Regions from separate parts of the Mus musculus genome. Here region 2 is linked to region 1. Evidence: chromatin contacts called from public Hi-C data. All regions are on one chromosome and are shown on one strand. The core of a region is the stretch at or near the end of the contact, and the rest is flanking DNA. Distances in the headings are between cores, read along the strand shown. Region 1 has its middle 35 kb from the start of Gm33116. Region 2 has its middle 8.8 kb from the start of Gm2848.

The links. Hi-C and Micro-C count contacts between places; a contact is called where the count stands out from the background.
Region 2: a contact with region 1 is called in a Hi-C map of bone marrow-derived macrophages, with 30 read pairs. The contact joins two enhancer-like sites. A contact is called at or near these places in 5 of 15 datasets of contacts at CTCF or cohesin (the NIH/3T3 cell line, hippocampal excitatory neurons, large pre-B cells and 2 more), 37 of 484 Hi-C or Micro-C datasets (the 3T3-L1 cell line, 3T3-L1-derived adipocytes, B cells and 21 more), 21 of 115 datasets of contacts at active chromatin or transcription factors (DN3 thymocytes, astrocytes, bone marrow-derived dendritic cells and 10 more) and 1 of 9 other capture datasets (bone marrow-derived macrophages).

Annotation. Positions count from the first base shown.
Region 1 is chr13:52,266,199-52,270,536 of GRCm38.p6, reverse strand. No RefSeq gene overlaps it. Among named protein-coding and RNA genes, the nearest start is that of Gm33116, 35 kb to the right of the region's middle. Within about 2 kb of position 2,051, at least 11 of the 459 cell types and tissues checked have an H3K27ac peak or open chromatin away from gene starts, as enhancers often do. A contact at or near this core is called in bone marrow-derived macrophages, where this site is marked.
Region 2 is chr13:52,562,230-52,566,688 of GRCm38.p6, reverse strand. No RefSeq gene overlaps it. Among named protein-coding and RNA genes, the nearest start is that of Gm2848, 8.8 kb to the left of the region's middle. Within about 2 kb of position 1,643, at least 56 of the 459 cell types and tissues checked have an H3K27ac peak or open chromatin away from gene starts, as enhancers often do. A contact at or near this core is called in bone marrow-derived macrophages, where this site is marked.

The sequences.
Region 1 (4,338 bases), core at 802-3,301:
ATCAGAAAATACTTTTGGCTTCAGATTGACTGTGTATTTTGCCCAGGGCTGCTGTCAGGCTCCAGGACTCTTCCCAGGTGTGAAGTTCACACCCTCAATCCTTCAAGGTTCTGCACAAATCTCATTGTCTTACTGAGCAGTTTAGAATCCTGCTCTGCTTCTATCACTCTGTCCCCAAAATAGGCTGGCTCTCTTTCTGTTTCTACCTTGTTTTTTTTTCTCATTAGAATATATGATACTTCAAGGATGCCATTAATAAGTATTTTATATATTTATATACAATTGTTATATATTTACCTTATATTTATACTATATATAATATAATATAATGTTATTAATATAGCATAATATTATTAGGCCTGGGACTAATTTTAGACATTCTATTCAGTCTTGACACCTAAGTCCAATGCCAGGATCCCACAATGCAAAGAGAGAGCCATTTCCTGGAAATTGTCCTCTGACCTCCACACACTGTGACTCATGAACACACATACGCACACTTCACACACGTACACATATACATACCTCACACACACATACACACACTCATACACATGTACACACTTCACACACATATACACATACACTCACTTTACACACATAATAATAATATTCCAGAAAATTAAAAAACTAAAAGAATATTAATAACTTTGCGGAAATAGAACATAAAATCGAATGTCTACTTCTGTGCATTTGTTAGCCTGTGCACCCGAGTCTTTGCACACAAGTCTCGTGTGCGCAAAAGAAATAATTAACAGTGGCCTCTAGAGAGTGAGCTGTTGTGTATCCAGGGTGGAATAGGAAGGAAGAGTTATAGGAAGTCTGTCCATATTAAATATCACTTGAGTACATGACCTTTGCTTTTCAAAATAAATTAAATTCAAAGTAGGAAACAAAGCACATGGCTTGGGCCGCACTGTCACCTGCATCCTGGAAAGATTATGCACAGACGGCTGCTCTGTGTTCTCTCCCTATACGGCAGCAAGCATCTCTAACCCACAGACTCGTTTTCTCACTTTGAATCTCTTGTCACCCAAGACCACACTCTTCAGAGCTCTGGTGAAGACGGGGCAGATAATCAGCCTTTCCTTTCCATTCCAGCCTGGGCTTTCCTGCAAACAATTATCTCCACAGATAAGAAGCAATTTGCTCTCAAGGTGAATGTCCATTTCGCCTGGCAAACCCAGCACTGCCGTGAATGAAAGTCCATTTATGTTCAATAAATAATTCAGTTAAATTTATATTCCAATGCCGAGTCTCATCAGACCTTGGGAAATTGGTTTTGATGTCTTCAGGGCCTTTTGATTCCCTCCTCATCTTTCTCTGGCTCCTGACTCACTGGTCCTTTCTTTCTTGGCTGGGTGTGGGACTCTCCGGGGCACTGCTTTCTTGTAGCCATGTGTCTGTTCTCGCAACAGGGCTTCCCGGAAATGTTGTGTCCTTGTGCTTGCCTGAGACTGAGAGTCGACCCCGAAGTCTCTCTGCTGCTGAGTCCAATACAGCTCTCCTTAGCTTTCTTCCCCTCAATTCCCCACCCTCACCCCCCATTCTTTTTAATGTTAGAGTTAACTTGCACCCTCTATAATTCACATGCACGTATGTGCAGGTGGACAGGTGTGCATACGGAGAACAAAGGACAAGCCATTATTCCTTAAGAGCTGTCTACCTGGTTTTGATTTAGGGTTTTCGTTTGTTTGTTTGTTCTATTTTGTTTTAGGGGGTGGTCTTTCACAGAACCCAGAGCTCATTCATTAGACTGGGCTGACTCTCTAGCAAGTCCCTTAAAACAACAATTGTGTGCCCTAATGTTTCGAGTTACAGTGAATATAATCCTGCCCTGGGATGTGTTTTGCTCATGACATTTGTCATTGTAAAACACATTCTGTGACCATCTCCGAAGACTCTCAGTACACATCTCTAGAAGCCCACCTCCAGCCTGAGAAGAAGGCCGGCTTCTTCCTTCACATCCTAGCTGTAAGAACTTGGACCGTAGCCACTTTCTCCTCTGTATAAAAGGGGAAACTCACAGACTGTCTGTCTTAAGGCTGCTTAAAAACTGAGTTCCTCCTCAGGAGACTCTGAGACTGGCAGGTGGCCAAGGGTGAGCTCTCAGACTCTTCTTGGTGCTTCTCGGTAATTTGATGACAGTAGCTGATTTTGTTTGAAGGATTCTCCGTTTCATTAAGTCAGTAGCTGATGGATACTCGGGAACTCATGGCTGAGTTTTTCTCTATTGGAATTTTGCCCTAAAAGCTTGAAAAAAAAATAGAAAGGATTTAGTTTCCTCAGTTCATAAAATATAAGTCAAAGTATACAAATGGGCACTGGCCAAGCATATATGCTACCCAGGTACGAAAGAGTTCTTATATAACACATGCCATGCATAGTGAACAGACATAATGAAAAAAATAATTAAAACAATAATAAAATGAGCATGCTCTCTGGGATAGTTAGGAGAATGTATCCAGTCCTCCTGTGCACTGTTCACACTGGCTTTGTCAGACCTCAAGACAACCACATCACCCACATATCCTCTCCCAGCAGGAGTGATGCCCTCTTGACAGTCGCCTCTGTACAGTCCCCTGCACGAGACAGAGGCAGCTCCACTGAAGAGCCTCCTTCTACCCAGCAACTGTTTACTGTTTGTGTAACTTGGAAGACAAAGGTCTGAAGAACTCTTGCCATGCAAAGGCAAAAGCCTACTTGCTACATTGTGTTATATGTTAGGGATGGTGGTCAAACAGAAAACCTAATCTCTATGTGGATAAAGTTGAGTGTGCATAATGAAGCTGTAGAAAGAAATGTGTATCTCCTTTCATTTTGCCAGTGACTCACTGATAGCACACACTGGATCGAGTTTACATATATAACAGAGTTACCCTTCAGAGTCTAGGCAGGATCTATTGCAGAATTCCCACAGCTCCTGGATCCAACTATGCTGCAGTCATTTATGGAAAATGGTGAGATGCCAGGCATGGAAGCAGATGATGGCAATCCCAGCATCTGGGAGGTGGAGGCAGAAGGGTTGGTAGTTCAAGGCCAGCCTCAGCTCCATGAGACCATGTGTCATAGAAAAAAGAAAGAAAAATGGCCATCTTGCCAAAGGCAATCTACAGAGTCAATGCAGTTCCCATCAAAATTCCAACACAAGTCTTTACAGAGCTTGAAGTAACAATACTCAACTTCATATGGAAAAAATCAAGGATAGTTAAATCAAAATAAAAGAACTTCTGGGGGTATCATCTCTGACTTCAAGCTATACTACAGAGAACTAGTAATAAAACCCACATGGTATTGGCATAAAAACAGACAGGCTGATCAATGGAATAGAGTCAAAGACACAAAAATAAAGCCACACACCTATAGACACTTGACTTTTGCCAAAGAAGCCAAAACCATACAATAGAAAAAAGATTCAACAAATGGTGCTGGTCTAATTGGATATCTGCGTGTTGAAGAATACAAATAAACCCATATTTATCGCCTGCACAAAATTCAGGTACAAGAGGATCAAAGACCTCAACATAAAACCAGACACATTAAATCTATTAAAAAAGAAAATGGGGAACTTCCTTGAACACATTGGCGCAGGATACAACTCCCTGAATAGAACACCAATAGCTCAGGCTATTGGTATAATTGATAACTGGGACCTCATGAAGCTGAAAAGCTTCTGTAAGGTGAAGGACACTGTTAATAGGGACAAAACAGCAGCCTATAGAATGGGGAAAGATCTTCACCAATCCTACATCTGACAGAGGGCTAATATTCAAAATATATAAAGAATTCAGGAAACTAGACACTAACAAACCAAGTAGCCCAATTTAAAAATGGGATTCAGAGCTAACAGAATTCTCAACAAAAAATTTTCTAACGGCTAAGAAACACTTAAAGAAATGTTCAACATCCTTAGTCATCAGGGAAATACAAATCAAAAGGACTTTGAGATTCATGCTTGCACACATCATAATGGTTAAAATCAAAAACTCAAGTGGACAGCACATGCTAGCAAGAATGTGGAGCCAGGAAATTTTCCTCTATTGTTGGTGGGAGTGCAAACTTGTACAAGCACTTTGGAAATTAATTTGGCAGGTTTTTTTTTTTCAGAAAATTGGGAATAGTTCTACTCCAAGACCCAGCTATACCACTCCTGGGCATATATCCAAATGATGTCCCACTAAATCACAGGGCCATTTGCTCAATGTGTTTGTAGCAGTTTTACTTGTAATAGCCAGAAACTGAAACAACCTAGATGTTCCTCAACTGAAGAATGGATAAAGAAAAGGTTACATCTATACAATAGAATAGTAATCAGTTATTAAAATTAAAGACATCATG
Region 2 (4,459 bases), core at 394-2,893, 300 kb before region 1:
GGATTAACACTGGGTTTCTGGCATCTTTATGATAAACCGCTCTGCTGGGGGAACAGTTAGGGCTAGCCAGCATCTCCTGGTGTAAGGAGATTGGAGTTAGTCAGCCACAGTTCCTGGCTGAGGCTCCCTTGTGATGCGCACTGACTTAGGGAAGCTCTTCCAAGATCAGGACCCGCAGGGGAGAATGAATGGATTCGTCTCTTCTCTACCCCTGAGCAGGCAGTGACCTTGGGTCCCATACCCATGGTCTGCACGCTTTCAAGTTTTGCGGCTTTCAAAAGGAAGTTGGAGTACAGGTGGTGAGCAGCTTTGTTGAAATGGTGAGGCTTAACACAGTGTGTCAACCACTTACATCATTCTCTTTTTCAAGTTCCGAGTCTCCATTACTGCGAAGAGGTGCAACTGGGACTGCAGGCACCAGGGCCTCAGAATGAGCTCTGTGCACCTTGCTGGGCTCCTACTGTATCTTTGTCTTCAGTTGACCTTCAAATATCCCAGCTATGGCTGTGGAGAGTGAGATATTTTCCAACCGTAACAGTCCTACTTGACTCCCATGGAGACCTCCTCATAGGTCTCACGAGCTTTATCAAAAATGAGTGACCTAGGTTGAGTAGACCACTCAGTGTAGAGTGCTTGCTGCACATGCGTGTGTACCTGACTTCAATCCTTGGGCAAAAGCCATGTATGGCCACACACGATTGTAATTCCAGAGCCAGGGAGGTGGAGGTGGAGATGGGTGAACTCCAGGAGTACCAAGACTGCTTGGCAAAGTTCCAGGCCACAGAGCAACCGTCCTTCAAAAAAAAGGTGGAAGGCATTTGAGGAATGACATTGGAGGTTGTACTCTGACTCCCACAAACATGTGCACACATGTACACACATGCACCTGCACAGTGTTTGTGTATGTGTGTGTGTATGTACACACATACATATATACACATATACACACATATACATATACACATGTACAAATATGCACGCACACTCACACATACGCGCGCGCGCGCGCACACACACACACACACATAAAGAGAGGGAAAGGGAAAGTTTCCTAGAGGTTTTCCTTGCCCGACCTGACTTGAAATCCAGCAGAGGGCACTATACTGTCAGCCAGACAGACATCTTCCTTCTAAGTGAGCAACTGGTAACAGCTGCCAGCTTTTAGCAAAACCAGTCTCATCTGGACAAGGGCTCCCTGTCCAAAAGGAGGCTAAGAACACACAGCAAGGATGCAATCCCATTCCAGGAGAGCCAGCTCAGACATGAAGGCACCAGTGAGACCTTGTCCTCTTTAACAGAGTCCTTACATTTCACGCATGACGAGACACGATAACCGCTTTGTATTCTTCCCGGGCTCTATTTATAGCAGTTATTAATGCGCCCATAATGGAAGTTCTTCTGCTTTTGGGGAACTGACTGTGAGACTAAATGACACCATGGTGACATCCTCTGCCAGGCATTCGGTATGGGCTGCTGCCTCCGAAATTGCCCATTTGGAGAACGTGTGCATGTCACAGGTTGTTTTCAAAAACCTTGAAAAAATGTCTAGCCATAGTTGCTAGGATTCAGATGTGAATGCCAGATTATCATAATGAACAAGCAGGGATTTTTGGCTGGTCTGGGGTTAGTTCCTTCTTTAGCTTGAATGTGACCTCTATGCTCAGGTCACTGAACGAACATTTCTTTACCTGGTTTCCTGAAGCCACATCCATACACAGCGATGTCTGGTGTCCACAGTCACTGCAGACCTTCTCCATTCTGGTGAGCAAGTTATTATCAAAGGCTTCTAAGCAGCCAATACTTTAAACATTTTATGAAAAACAAAAAACAAAAGTGATTCACAGTTGGTGGAGTGTCTGCCTAGAACTCCTGGAGTCCTGGGTTCGATCCCCAGCACCACATAAATGATTTGTGCAACCTCAGCACTCAGAAGGCGGAGGCAGATGGATCAGAAGCTTGAAGTCATGCTTGGCTACGTGGTGAGTTCAAGGCCAGTCTGGGCTACACGAGATTCTCAAGATCTTAAAACAAAACAAAACAAAAAACCGAACTTTTAAGTACATCACCCACGTGACTATGAAAACTGCTCATACCAGCTGTCTTTAGCACCTGATTTGATTGGCAGAGGAATGTCCTCAAGGGAAGCCCAGCCCAGACAATGGTTTTAGGAGTCAGGGCTCCAGGGCTCCAGGGCTCCAGGGCTCCAGGGCTCCAGGGCTCCAGGGCTCCAGGGCTCCAGGGCTCCAGGGCTCCAGGGCTCCAGGGCTCCAGGGCTCCAGGGCTCCAGGGCTCCAGGGCTCCAGGGCTCCAGGGCTCCAGGGCTCCAGGTGTGGCTCTCTCCCCAACCAGTCACAGGAGCAAATCTTGTGAGGGCCGGTTTAGCTCCATCAGTCACCTGGAGTGGGGGGTGTGCTTCACCCAGGAGGAGTTTCAGACAGTGCCCCTCCAAATGCCTTTCCCGACACACCTGTGCTGGCTGTTAGCTGGTTATTTAGAGATGCAGGATTAACTCTGAAGAGTTGGCTGTCCTTCTGTACAAAGGATTTTGGACCAATCTGACTTTGTAAGCAGCGGATGCAGACCAGAGCTAGTTTATGCAGTTGTAGCAGGCGCTGACATCTGACCCCACAGAACTGGGCATCAAACCTCATATGATTTCATCTGCATCACAGGACAACCCTGGCTGGCTGTGCACCTTGCTTATCCTCTATAGCCTCACCCACCAGCCCTTTGTCAAGTTCTGTGAGGGATGCTGTCTCGCCCTCTCTGAGTCATGAAGTAAATGTGGGCGCCATCAGCTGGAGTTCTTAAAAGGCCATGCTTGTGCTAGACATTTTACAAGGTTGACTGATTGGAACTTCAATGGCTCGATTATTACAGGTCATGAGCCAGATTAATATTGGCTCCCATGGGCCTTTATCTTGCCGTGTGTTGCCTATCTCCCTGTAATATAACCAACATCGCCAGGAACTCTTCTGAGAGACTGCTACTTAGATGCAGTTGGGACCTGACTTTTGCTGCAGAGAAAAATTTCAGAACAAGTCAGTGAGTTGAAGACGGGATGTATTAAAATAAGAATGTGGCATGCTTATGTTACAGAGTATGTACCAGAGATGACCACTCTGTTTATAGCCAACTCAAAGTCTATTCCAGCGAGCCGGGACTACACTCAATTTTTCAGGGACCCACCTGTAGCCCTGAATATTTAGACCAAGGGGCTTTTAAAAGGCAAAACTATACCCTGATATCTCACTCAGCAGCTTCAGGGGGCGGTTTGTCCAAGCAAACAGTCTAACAGAACCTAAGAGGTATCCTGACTCTAGGTTCCTAGAATAGAACTGGGTTGGGTCATTTCCCATGGGATTCTCAATCAAGATCAGATTTTAGTTAAGTCTGAAGTGTCCTTGGGAAGAACACAAGGTCTTCTTGCTCTGTCACACTTAGACCTAAATGATGTGACCGTGGGCATGGAGAAAGAGAGCCTTAACATTTAACCATAGCTATCAGTATTATTTTGGGCCCTCTGAAGTGATGATGGTCGATGGAGGTCATCTCTATCCAGGTTTAAAAGATGAAGCAAGAATCTCTTCCATCAATGAGATCATAAGGAGGTCCAGGAGGTGCATTCGCACAGCTCTGTGCATAAAGGAAGAGCATTGTGCAGGTGTGTACACAACCAATGAGGGCAAATAAGATAAAAACATAGGTCCCATATTGTCAAACGCCTCCTAAATATTTATTTATGTCGCTAGATCAATGCCTTTTCTTAATATAGGTTGGAGAAGCCTCTTTCTGCTCTGTGTAGTAGCTCTATAGTGACTACCTAGAAAACAAAGATCCTTCGAAGGCACATTATCTCTATCTATCTATCTATCTATCTATCTATCTATCTATCTATCTATGTATCTCATTAAAGGGATAACTATTCCTTCCATCTCCTTAACATGGCTTAAGCAGATTCAGCCTTCTGTGGGAATGTCCCTTGGCTAGGTGAGTGACAGCCCAAATGGGTTATCTATGTCTCTCTCTATTCATAGGTAGATTCCGTTCTTTTGACCAGGAGGGTTTCCTTTAGTAATCCTTCAACCTGAGTTGGGTGGGACTCACTGTTGTCAGTGGTGCTTTTGTATTAAAACCTTTTGGGAATAAGTCCCTGAATAAATCTGGTAAACTACATTGCTTCTGGAAAAGCAGAGCATTGCCTCAGACTAGCCCAGACATCTGAGCAGCTCCTAATTAACTGACTGTACAAAGTGCCCCTGGCTGCTATATTCATACTCCGCTGGCTCCGGGCAGAACGATTCTGTATTGTTATGATAATGGAAAGGCTGCCATTTCTTTGCTATGCAAATTGTATGCATTTCAGCGAGTAAATACTTCCTGTCTGCCTGCTGCATGGATTTGAATAACAAAAATATAAAAAGTTAAGAGTGGGCTTCTGTGGTTGAGAAAGCTTTAC